2 separate regions of the Gasterosteus aculeatus genome follow, and region 1 is linked to region 2. Evidence: chromatin contacts called from public Hi-C data. All regions are on one chromosome and are shown on one strand. The core of a region is the stretch at or near the end of the contact, and the rest is flanking DNA. Distances in the headings are between cores, read along the strand shown.

Region 1 (5,731 bases), core at 2,896-5,395, 57 kb before region 2:
TCTAGAACATCAAATATGGAAACATGTACATCTCATTCATGTTCATTTCGAAAGGTTTCCCACCGCTGCTCCACGTGTCCCTCAGACTTCTTGGTTTGGGAACAGCGGAACGATTGATTAGTGGGATTTAATTAGAATGAGCTGGTACCGTGACGCAGCCTGGTCGGCCGAGCGGCCCTCCTCCAACCTCGGGCAGCAGTCCAAGAAACCAATGTGAGGGTTTTAAAAGACACACACACCTATTTATAAAGCAGAGAGAGAAACACTGCGTGAGCCTCCGTCTATTCTTATACCTCTAGGACAGAGACACAAAGACGTGTGGACACCAGGGTGACAGGGGAAGACAGGGAGGACAACCCAGGGAGGAGGCCAAAGGTCACACGCTTAGAAACAGACCCATCACACCTCCTGCAGCCTGACCTGCCAATGGCTTCTATCGCTCATTGCCATAAACACACACAGAAGATGAGTGCATTAGGACCAAGTGAGTGAACGCGGTCGGACGTGTAATACATGGAGGCAGTACGGACGACCCTGCTGAGCCTCCCAGGAAGAAGCAGTGAGCAAATCTACGACAGAAAAAGGGGTAAGAGCCTCACCAGTTGGCAGCTGGTCATACTGGAAACCAGCTGGGCCCCCTGGCAGCACAGGATGAATCCAGCCAGGTTAAGCAGCACACACACCAACGACAGCAGGACAAAGACGTTTACCTGGAGAGGGAGGGGGGGGGGGGGCGGGGGACGAAAGAGGAGGGCAAGATGGATCACTGTTTGCGTTTAACTCCTGTGGAAACATCTGCAGAAATTGAGTGACAGTGATTGACAGTGGTTGACAGTGATTGACAGTGATTGACAATGGTTGACAGTGATTGACAATGGTTGACAGTGATTGACAGTGATTGACAATGGTTGACAATGGTTGACAGTGATTGACAATGGTTGACAGTGATTGACAATGGTTGACAGTGATTGACAATGGTTGACAGTGATTGACAGTGATTGACAATGGTTGACAATGGTTGACAGTGATTGACAATGGTAAAGACAACGGCATTAACCTTCAGTCTGCCATCTTTGTAGCAGAAGGAATGTTCAAACGTGTTAAAGGTTTTCATGGGCACATGAGAACGAGAAGCTGCACTGCAGAGCAGCGCTGGACGTTCCCTTCTTCATACGAGCCCCTTGGTGCTTCGTCCAAGTCACGAGCCACTAGCATGTTCCATTTGATTGGGCTGGAAGGAGTAGTCCACAGACCAATGGGCGACTTTAAGGGACCACGGTCTGTGGTTCCATCACACAGCGACTGTCAGACCAAATGTTCCAGGTTAAACGGTACGAAACACCTCAATCCATTAACAACTGATGACTTTCTGTTCTCTGTTGAGACGGTCTATCAAATGTCTTTTATCACTTTATTTTTGTCTTTTCAAAACAAACAGGATACACACACATCCGACCAACCGCTGCTGCTCTGAATGAAGGTCACTGCAGCACCAGGGTGCTTCTGTCACAGAAACCCATCTGACACCAGCTGATTGTGGGATTACTGACCAAGGAGCTGCTCAGCCCGGTGTGGTCGTCCTCCAATCACAGGGTTGGCGGTTCGATTCCCAGGCCCGGCCTGTCAATGTGTCCTTGGGCAAGACACTGAACCCACCCTTTCCCCCGCGGCTGTGACTACAGTGTGTGACTGTCAGCGACTGATGGACGGGTGGAACTGTGTGGTTCTCCTGTGATGACATGAAGCGCTTTGAGTGCTCGGAAGACGAGGAAAGCATTTACCATTGCTGCTACCATGGTAACCACCGGTGCTACATCGATGAGTTTACTGAGGAGCTGCAGCTTTACACTTTGACATTTCCATTAACAGGTTTGCTTTCCTGTGGGAAGACGTGTGCCTAAAGTTGGTACATGCTGCATTCTCATTTATTAAGCGAAGTATTAAGAACGAAAAGCTATTCCCTCACACTTCCATATAATCTATATCTGATGGGACCGATGACGTGGGCCAGAGAGCGGCGTATCACATCAGCTCAGCTCGTTATTTCATGTCCTCTCAACCTCCAGCAGAGGGACGGAGCCCTGGGAACCTCCAGACTACTGTGCTGCATAGGAACGGACGAGCCGTGGTGAAGTGTTTCATATTTAAAAGCAACACAACATCATGCAATCAGAAGTAAAACCAGGTCCAATGCTCACCAGTAACAGCATAGGCCTCCTCCATGTGGTGAGACCTACGATGCCTGACAGTATGACCTGGAAACAAACCCAGAGAAGTCATTATTCCAAGAACACAACACAGGACCAAACAAACAAATACACATAATTAACGAAGAGTCCAGGCACGTGATGAGTTGGGCATTGGATAAGCCTCTGGGCGAGAGGGGCTGCATCTCCATATCAAGCAAACAGATCAAATCTGCATCTGCATGTGTTGGTTAGGTGCGTCTGGCGCAAATTCAATTCAATTCATTTTATTTTGTAGAGCCCAAAATGGCAAATTACAAATGTGCCTCCGAGGGCTTTACAGTGTGTACACATACGACGTCCTCTGTCCCCAAACGCTCCCATCGACACAGGAAACACCCCCCAAACATAAAAGCCTTCATGGGGAGGAAACCTCAGTGAGGACGTCAGAGGAGGATCCGTCTCCTGATGGACAGACCGCAACGATGTCATGTGTACAAGACGAATAATGCGTTCAATTCATTATTGTAATAATTGCCTCTTAAACACGTTGTGGGTCTTTCCTCATTTCATTCACTCATTATCCGTCCTTGTTTGTTATGTAATCAATGTATGGTGTTGAGTCCTCCACCATTACGTTCACTAGCACTATTACAGTGCAGCTCCCCCCCGACGGTAACACAACACGCACAATGTGGTGTGTAGCACAGGAATGTAGCTGCAGAGGGCTTTGTCCCTAAATAGCTTTGGATGGATGGAGATACGTAACACGAGCAAAGGGAGGGGGGGGGGGGCTGCTACAGTCAGATGACGTGTGAGTGGAAGGAGACGGTGGGGGGCCAACAACAAAAACACCACCACCACCACCAACACCACCACCACCACCACCAACAACACCACCACCAACACCACCTAAACGAATTATCCATAAATGTATGATTAGGATACAATGCCATATAATCCAGTTTGGCCCCTTAGATAAATTGTGTATCAGTATTCTGCACCAACACTGCTGTCAGGATGGAACAACAGTTTCAACACAGACATATTCTTTTAAATAGTTAAATAGAACCAATCGAGACATTAAGAAGTGTGATTGTAAATGCATCTGACAGCGGTTAAAGTGGCATTTGCGTCCTATCACAGTAGGTCCAAGTAGACTGAAGACTCCGTCTGGATGTCCATCTGAAGGCAGCGTGTCCTCCGGAGGAGACGCACCGCGCGCACGGCACCAGGAAGCAGGTAAACCGACCGGTTCAACTGCTTTTAAAGTTGATCAAATGGATGTTCGCTGGGTTTCCTTGTCGATAGACGGAATAAATAGATATTTGTCACCGCGAGGCGGAGGACGACTGCGACCACAGGCGCCATTCCACCCTGGAGCGACTCACCGAGGAGCCCGCCCAGAAGGGGCAGGAGGTCCGCACGGGGGCCGCGCTGCTGAGGGACCGCGCTCCGAAGCACAGCGCCACCATGGAGCCGCCGAGCAGCAGCTGCAGCAAGCCCAGGGAGAGCAGCGGCCGCCCGGGCAGCAGCAGCCGCGAGCCGCCGCCCGGGACCCGCGACGAGGCGGACGGCCCGCGCGGTCGGGTTCGGTAGGGCTGCTCGGCGAGCTGCGGAGCCCCGGCGACCGGACAGCAAGACCCCGGCAGCAGCACCGGGAGCGACATCTGGAGGCCCGACGGCCACCGGAGAGCCGCGCGCTCCTCGTTCTCCCCTCCGGAAGGAGAGGGGGGGTTCACGGCCCGCAGGGTGGGTCCCCGCCGCTCGGGGCCGCTGCCATGGTGGGTGCTGCTCGCCGAACTGAGCCCAGCGGCTCCGGACGGGGGGCAAACAACACCTAAATATACCACCCGGAAGTCAAACGCAGAGCCAGGATGGAAGCGCTCACACGTGTTAAATATAGAGACCACCGGGAATGTGCGCGAGGCCGTGCGCAAACACGGAAAGTGCACACACACTATGCTATACACAATATATATAGAGATAGATATATATATAAAAATTAAAAAATAAAAATTATAAATTATATATATATGTATATATATATATATATATATATAGTTTATGTACAGCTGATGCACCTGGTTGTATAAAGGAGGTTGAGATATGGTCTGGCCATAGCAGACCTTATCCCTGTCTCTATGGTCATAAACATTAAGGGTCTACCTGAGCTTGTTTGTAGCCATAAACAAGGTGAGATGCAGGACTGGACTAAACTCTCAGAAGATAATCTGCAATATCACAAGTTACTGACTGATGTGCACTTGAGAGACATTGGCTCTACTTAATCATATGCTTTATGCTGATGATTTGGTGGTACTGTCTCCCTCCAGTGCTGGCCTACAGCAACTTCTAAGAATATGCTCTCAATATGGACTGATGTTTGATATAAAATGTAACTCTATGAATAGTGTGGCAGTGATTGCCAGAACTATCCTTCTTTCTCATTGGCAGTCACTAGAAGTTGTAAAGAAAGTTAAATATCTAGGACATGTGATCAGAGATGACCTGTGTGATGATGATGATGATGATGATGATGATGATGATGTGCAGCGTCAGTGTGGAAAACTGTATGGGCGGGCGAACATGCTGGTACGCAAATTTCAATGTGCACTTCTGATGTTAAAATCGCACTTTTCAGAACTTATTGCACCCCACTGTATACTGCCCACCTGTGGTGTTATTTTAGTAAGTCGAAGATGAAAAAACTTCAAGTGGCTCATAATGATGCACTGAGAATTGTGCTTAAAGTCCCTCGGTGGAATAGTGCCAGTGAAATGTTTGTGTCCAATAAAGTGCCCACTTTTAAAGCTGTTTTAAGAAATTGTATGTATAGATTCATGTGCAGATTGACAGAGTCCAAGAATATGATCGTTGTGTCCTTAGTGGATGTCTCCAAGAGGGACACAAGGTATACATCGTGCGTCTGGAGACATTGGACCCGAAGACTGTATAAGTTTTTATAAATGATGCCTCGTCTGCATCATTCTTAAATGTTGTTTGTATTGTTTTTTTAATCTGTATGTATTCTCTATGGACCTCTGTGTCTGGAATAAAGTTGATTGATTGATATATATATACACAATATACACACACACATCAGTTAATAGTCCAGAATATTTCATTAAATAGCAGTTACTTGTTTAATACCGTAAATGTCAGCTTATACGTGCAATAAAATCCAAGTGCTGAGTTGACCGCAGTGTATAAACACATATTATTAGTGGTGGCTGGTGAGGTTTTCAGTTTCAGTAAACATCCCAGTATGATTCAATGCAAAAAAGGTATTATTCAACATTTATTCCAACAGTTTGACATAATAAAGGACATCTGATTGATACAATTCAGTATATTAATTATATATATAACCATAAATATGTATAAAACAGTATTCGGTATATGATATAACTACCATTCAATTCAATTCATTTTATTTTGTATAGCCCAAAACTGCAATTTAGAAATTAGCCTCAAAGAGTTTTACAGTCTGTACACATACGACATCCTCTGTCCCGAAACCCACCATCAGCACAGGAACATCC
Region 2 (4,949 bases), core at 231-2,730:
GTTGTGTTCACAGGGACCAGAAGCTGAACATCCAGAACTCCTGTGGGTACAAAAAGAAGATGTCTATGAGATGCTGATTTACTCCCCAGTACGCGATGTAAACATGTGGTCATGGGCTCTAGTTTCATGTCTTCTGCAATACATCATGTTGTTCATTGAAGATCCATTTACAGGCAAATAGACCCAAAGCAGGGTCGGCCCCCTGTGATTGACAGCTCACTACCACGATGTAGTGCGTGATTTTGTTTTACAGCTTTAACCCTTTTGTTCGTTCAGTTCATGAAAGTTGGTTTTGGTTGGTCGGCGTTCATTTGGACTTTGATCCACCTTCTTCTGTCACGTCGTTGGCAACGTGCTGAATGCTGAACATGAGGATTCTAAACCACGGTCCACCAACCAGGAAGATCTACAGGGCTCCGTACGTTTCCACAGTCCTGAAGAATAATTTGACTTGTCGCAATGAACACAGGTCTTTAAATAGGAGTCTTATACGGGTCCACAGCAGAGAGCAGCCTGCTGGGAGACAGCAGCTATTTTCTCTTCTCTTGAAGTCAAACAGGCCACAATTAATCAAAGAGACGCACCGACGGCAGGAGGTGAAAGAGAAGGCCTCTATCTTTAGCTTTCTCCGTCTTCACATTGTGTGGAGGTTGATGGAAATGTAAAAAATCCTCGGATGAAGTCACAATTCACAAATGAAAGAGAGTTAAAAGGATCTGAGGGAAAGTGAGCAGAGGGCTCATTTCCGTTAAAAGAGACAGTTTTGGTCTTTTCATGCAGTTCTCCAGGGCCCTGCATGGCCACGTATTACCTGCAGTGGATGCACACAGCGCTGCTCCAGCATGGGAGCAAAGCAATGCAACACCTAACAACCAATGTAAAGGTAAATGCTACATTTAGGGTGTTTGCACCGGTTTACCTGGCTGTGATTAAGCCAAACAGTCCATGTTTAATGGGGACTGAAGCAGTTATTCATGGTCGCAACAAGCCGGCAGAAACAACAGTAACTTCACTTTCAGAACTCAGCAGTTAGTTGTAGAGCTGCCTGGAGAAAACCAAGCTGCATTCTGCGTTTTAAATGAAAATATTCTAAATATAGAACTGTTGTTTCTTTCAGGTGTCTACAATACGTCCACAGGCGCACTTTGCTGTCCCCCCGTGCTCGTACTCCTGTCAGCTCCATGTGATGTAGGAAAGAAGTTCACACATCCCCACTTCAAAACGCACAACAGGAAGCTGGAAACCGAAGCAGGAGAAATGGAACAGGGAGAAACAATGTGATCCAGAAGCTGTTAAGAAAAGGAGCTCATCACAGCCACGGGCAGAGAACAGAACATAAACCTTTCATGACTGTACATGTTAAGTGTGAGTTGTGTGACATCGGCGGCTGTGGAGTTTCCTGCTGGTGTGCAGAAGCGTGTTGGTGGAATACCTGGTGACGGCAGGGAGTCAGGCACATGCATGGGGTGGGAGGCTGCTGGGGGTGCAGGCAGTGTGTGTTTAAGCCATCCGAGTGCCTCAGCACACTCACCTCTGAGCTGCACCACTCCCTACAAGGAAACACCAGGGTCAGCACGTTTTAACGCTGCGCACTCACGCACACAGAGACACAACATGAACACGCATGCAGCAGCTTTAGCAATGATCAATTCATTTGTAAAAAAGATGCTCATTCAACAACACACAGCAAGCTTGTACTGAAATAGAAGTTGCAGATGCAGATTACATGACATTTAGCTGATGTTTTTTATCCAAAGCGACTTACATTACATTTTTAACCCATGGCTTTTTACATTTATGCCCAGGGAGCAATTAGGGGTGAGGTGTCTTGCTCAGGGACACTTCAACATGGGGCAGCCAGGACTCAAACCACCAACCATGTGGTTGCCAGCGCCACTAGCTCTACCCATGTGATTAAAGGACTGGTTCCACACTGCTTTCCCTTTGGCGAGCAGCAAACCAGCAGCTGTGACCCCGTATGAGAGCAGCACACAGGGACTCACATTCACTGGCAGCACAGAGTGTGTGACAATGTAGGCTCAGGTAGACTTTTGCTTAGTCTGACTAGTTTTCTGTGGCTATGATAATGCTCTGAATTTGTAATGTGACACCACAGTATACATGTTTTAAAAAGGCCTGTCATATAGTTGGATTCACTTCTGATTCTTTATAAACAGACTTTGAGGAAAAAATCAGATCAAAGTTTTACCAGTCAGGGATGAAGAGTCTGGGATAAAGAGTCAAGAATAAAGAGTCAAGAATAAAGAGTTAGGGATAAAGTGTAAGGGATAAAGAGTCAGGGATGAAGAGTCAGGGATGAAGGGTCAGAGATGAAGAGTCAGGGGTGAAGAGTCTGGGATAAAGGGTCAGGGATGAAGAGTCTGGGACAAAGGGTCAGGGATGAAGAGTCAGGCATAAAGAGTCAAGGATGAAGAGTCAGGGATAAAGAGTCAGGGATGAAGAGTCAGGGGTGAAGAGTCAGGGATAAAGAGTCAAGGATGAAGTGTTAGGGGTGAAGAGTCAGGGATGAGAAGTCAGGGATGAAGGGTCAGGGATGAAGAGTCAGGGGTGAAGAGTCAGGGATGAAGAGTCAGGGATGAAGGGTCAGGGATGAAGGGTCGGGGATGAATGGTCGGGGATGAAGGGTCAGGGTTGAAGGGTCAGTGATGAAGGGTCAGGGATGAAGAGTCAGGGATGAAGTGTCAGGGATGAAGGGTCGGGGATAAATGGTCGGGGATGAAGGGTCAGGGATGAAGGTTCAGGGATGAAGTGTCAGGGATGAAAAGTCAGGAATGAAGAGTTAGGGATGAAGGGTCAGGGATGAAGGGTCGGGGATGAAGAGTCAGGGACGAAGGGTCAGGGATGAAGGGTCAGGATGAAAAGTCAGGAATGAAGAGTCAGGGATGAAGGGTCAGGGATGAAGGGTCAGGGATGAAGGGTCAGGGATGAAGGGTCAGGGATGAATGGTCGGGGATGAAGTGTCAGGGATGAAAAGTCAGGAATGAAGAGTCAGGGATGAAGGGTCATGGATGAAGGGTCAGGGATGAAGAGTCAGGGGTGAGAAGTTAGGGGTGAAGTGTCAGGGATGAAGGGTCAGGGATGAAGGGTCAGGGATGAAGTGTCAGGGATGAAAAGTCAGGAATGAAGAGTCAGGGATGAAGGGTCAAGGATGAAGGGTCAGGGATGAAGAGTCAGGGATGAAGAGTCAGGCATAAAGAGTCAAGGATGAAGAGTCAGGGATAAAGAGTCAGGGATGAAGAGTCAGGGGTGAAGAGTCAGGGATAAAGAGTCAAGGATGAAGAGTTAGGGGTGAAGAGTCAGGGATGAGAAGTCAGGGATGAAGGGTCAGGGATGAAGAGTCAGGGGTGAAGAGTTAGGGGTGAAGAGTCAGGGATGAAGGGTCAGGGATGAAGGGTCGGGGATGAAGGGTCAGGGATGAAGGGTCAGGGATGAAGGGTCGGGATGAAGTGTCAGGGATGAAAAGTCAGGAATGGAGAGTCAGGGATGAAGTGTCAGGGATGAAGGGTCAGGGATGAAGGGTCGGGGATGAAGGGTCAGGGATGAAGGGTCGGGGATGAAGGGTCGGGGATGAATGGTCGGGGATGAAGTGTCAGGGATGAAAAGTCAGGAATGAAGAGTCAGGGATGAAGGGTCGGGATGAAGTGTCAGGGATGAAGGGTCAGGGATGAAGGGTCAGGGATGAAGAGTCAGGGATGAAGGGTCATGGATAAAGAGTCGAGGATGAAGAGTCATGGCTAAAGAGTCAATGCTCGTTACAGGCATAGTTTATTTTTAAAATAAACTGACAATGAAGTGAGTGAGTCCTGGGTGAAAGACCTGTTTCTTTGAGCATCCATCTTTCTCAAACGGCTGCATTGACCAATGACACGGATGAGTTTACATTGGAGTTACATTTATATACTGCACATTCATTGTTGTTGTTTTGCCCCTTTTTAGTATTCTCAAAGGTACATGAAAGCCTTTCATTCATGTTGAGAAAGATAAAGGCTTGTGTGAAATGTTAAAAATCATAGTGTTCAAATGACAGTGTGTTATTTTCTCCATCTTTTCCAACGCACAAGGAAACATATTTTTAGTAGGTTACCCAGGACACAAGAATACACACCTATTAATAGTTAGATAAAACAACTGACAAATTGAACTATGAATATTGCAGCTGGATGAGCAGTCTCGTCTATATGAACAAGGGTATTTCAACCTTAAAGAACATGAGACAGAATAACCTCCCTCCCAAGCACAAAGCAATAATCATGAGCATGTTCCCATTTCCCTTTTTACAATTATCAAAATGCTTCTCAAAAAATGTGGGCACAGAAATTAAAAAAGAAATCTTTACACTAGGGCTAAAAGAATATATATTACATTACATGTCATTTAGCTGACGCTTTTATCCAAAGCGACTTACATTACACTTTAAACCCAGGGCTTTTACATCTTTGCCCTGGTGGGGTTAGGTGTCTTGCTCAGGGACACTTCGACTTGAGACATGGGGCAGCCAGGACTCAAACCACCAACCTTGCTATTCCCAGACACACGCTCTAACCCCTGCGCCACGACGACCCCTTATACAGTATACAGTACAGTATAGTACATATACTTGGTTGAGATGTAAAGGTACAGTATCAAAAAAGAAAACAATACTAAAATTAAACTAAAACGTGATGTACATGAAGCGTGCAACTTATTTGCCACTCAAGCTTAAACGGGAAGACAAGAATATAGTCGGATTATAACCTTCCTCAAATTACAGTATGTTTAATGGATACAATGTCCGGTTTTCATCCTTGTTTTCAGTGTTCACTACCTACATTCAAATAAATGTGAATCAATACAAACGTACAATAAACCAGACATTCCTCCTGGTTCTTCCTTTGCTTCTCACTCACAGCTGTATTCACGTTTAGTTAGAGCCCAAAGTGCAAATGAAT

Evidence for each region. Hi-C and Micro-C count contacts between places; a contact is called where the count stands out from the background.
Region 1: a Hi-C map of skeletal muscle shows a contact between it and region 2, with 2.3 times the contacts expected there. The contact joins the promoter of fam189a2 here to the enhancer-like site in region 2. A contact is called at or near these places in 3 of 6 Hi-C or Micro-C datasets (skeletal muscle and tail fin).

Annotation. Positions count from the first base shown.
Region 1 is chr13:786,093-791,823 of fGasAcu3.hap1.1, reverse strand. fam189a2 (family with sequence similarity 189 member A2) reads right to left here and starts at 4,145. Exons shown (of 11, transcript XM_040169998.2): 1 at 3,578-4,145; 2 at 2,199-2,255; 3 at 600-710. The coding sequence starts at 3,856.
Region 2 is chr13:726,947-731,895 of fGasAcu3.hap1.1, reverse strand. It overlaps tjp2b (tight junction protein 2b (zona occludens 2)), which reads right to left. Exons shown (of 24, transcript XM_078087096.1): 2 at 1,433-1,550. Among protein-coding and RNA genes, the nearest start is that of LOC144386341, 8.8 kb to the left of the region's middle. Within about 2 kb of position 1,480, at least 1 of the 9 cell types and tissues checked has open chromatin away from gene starts, as enhancers often do.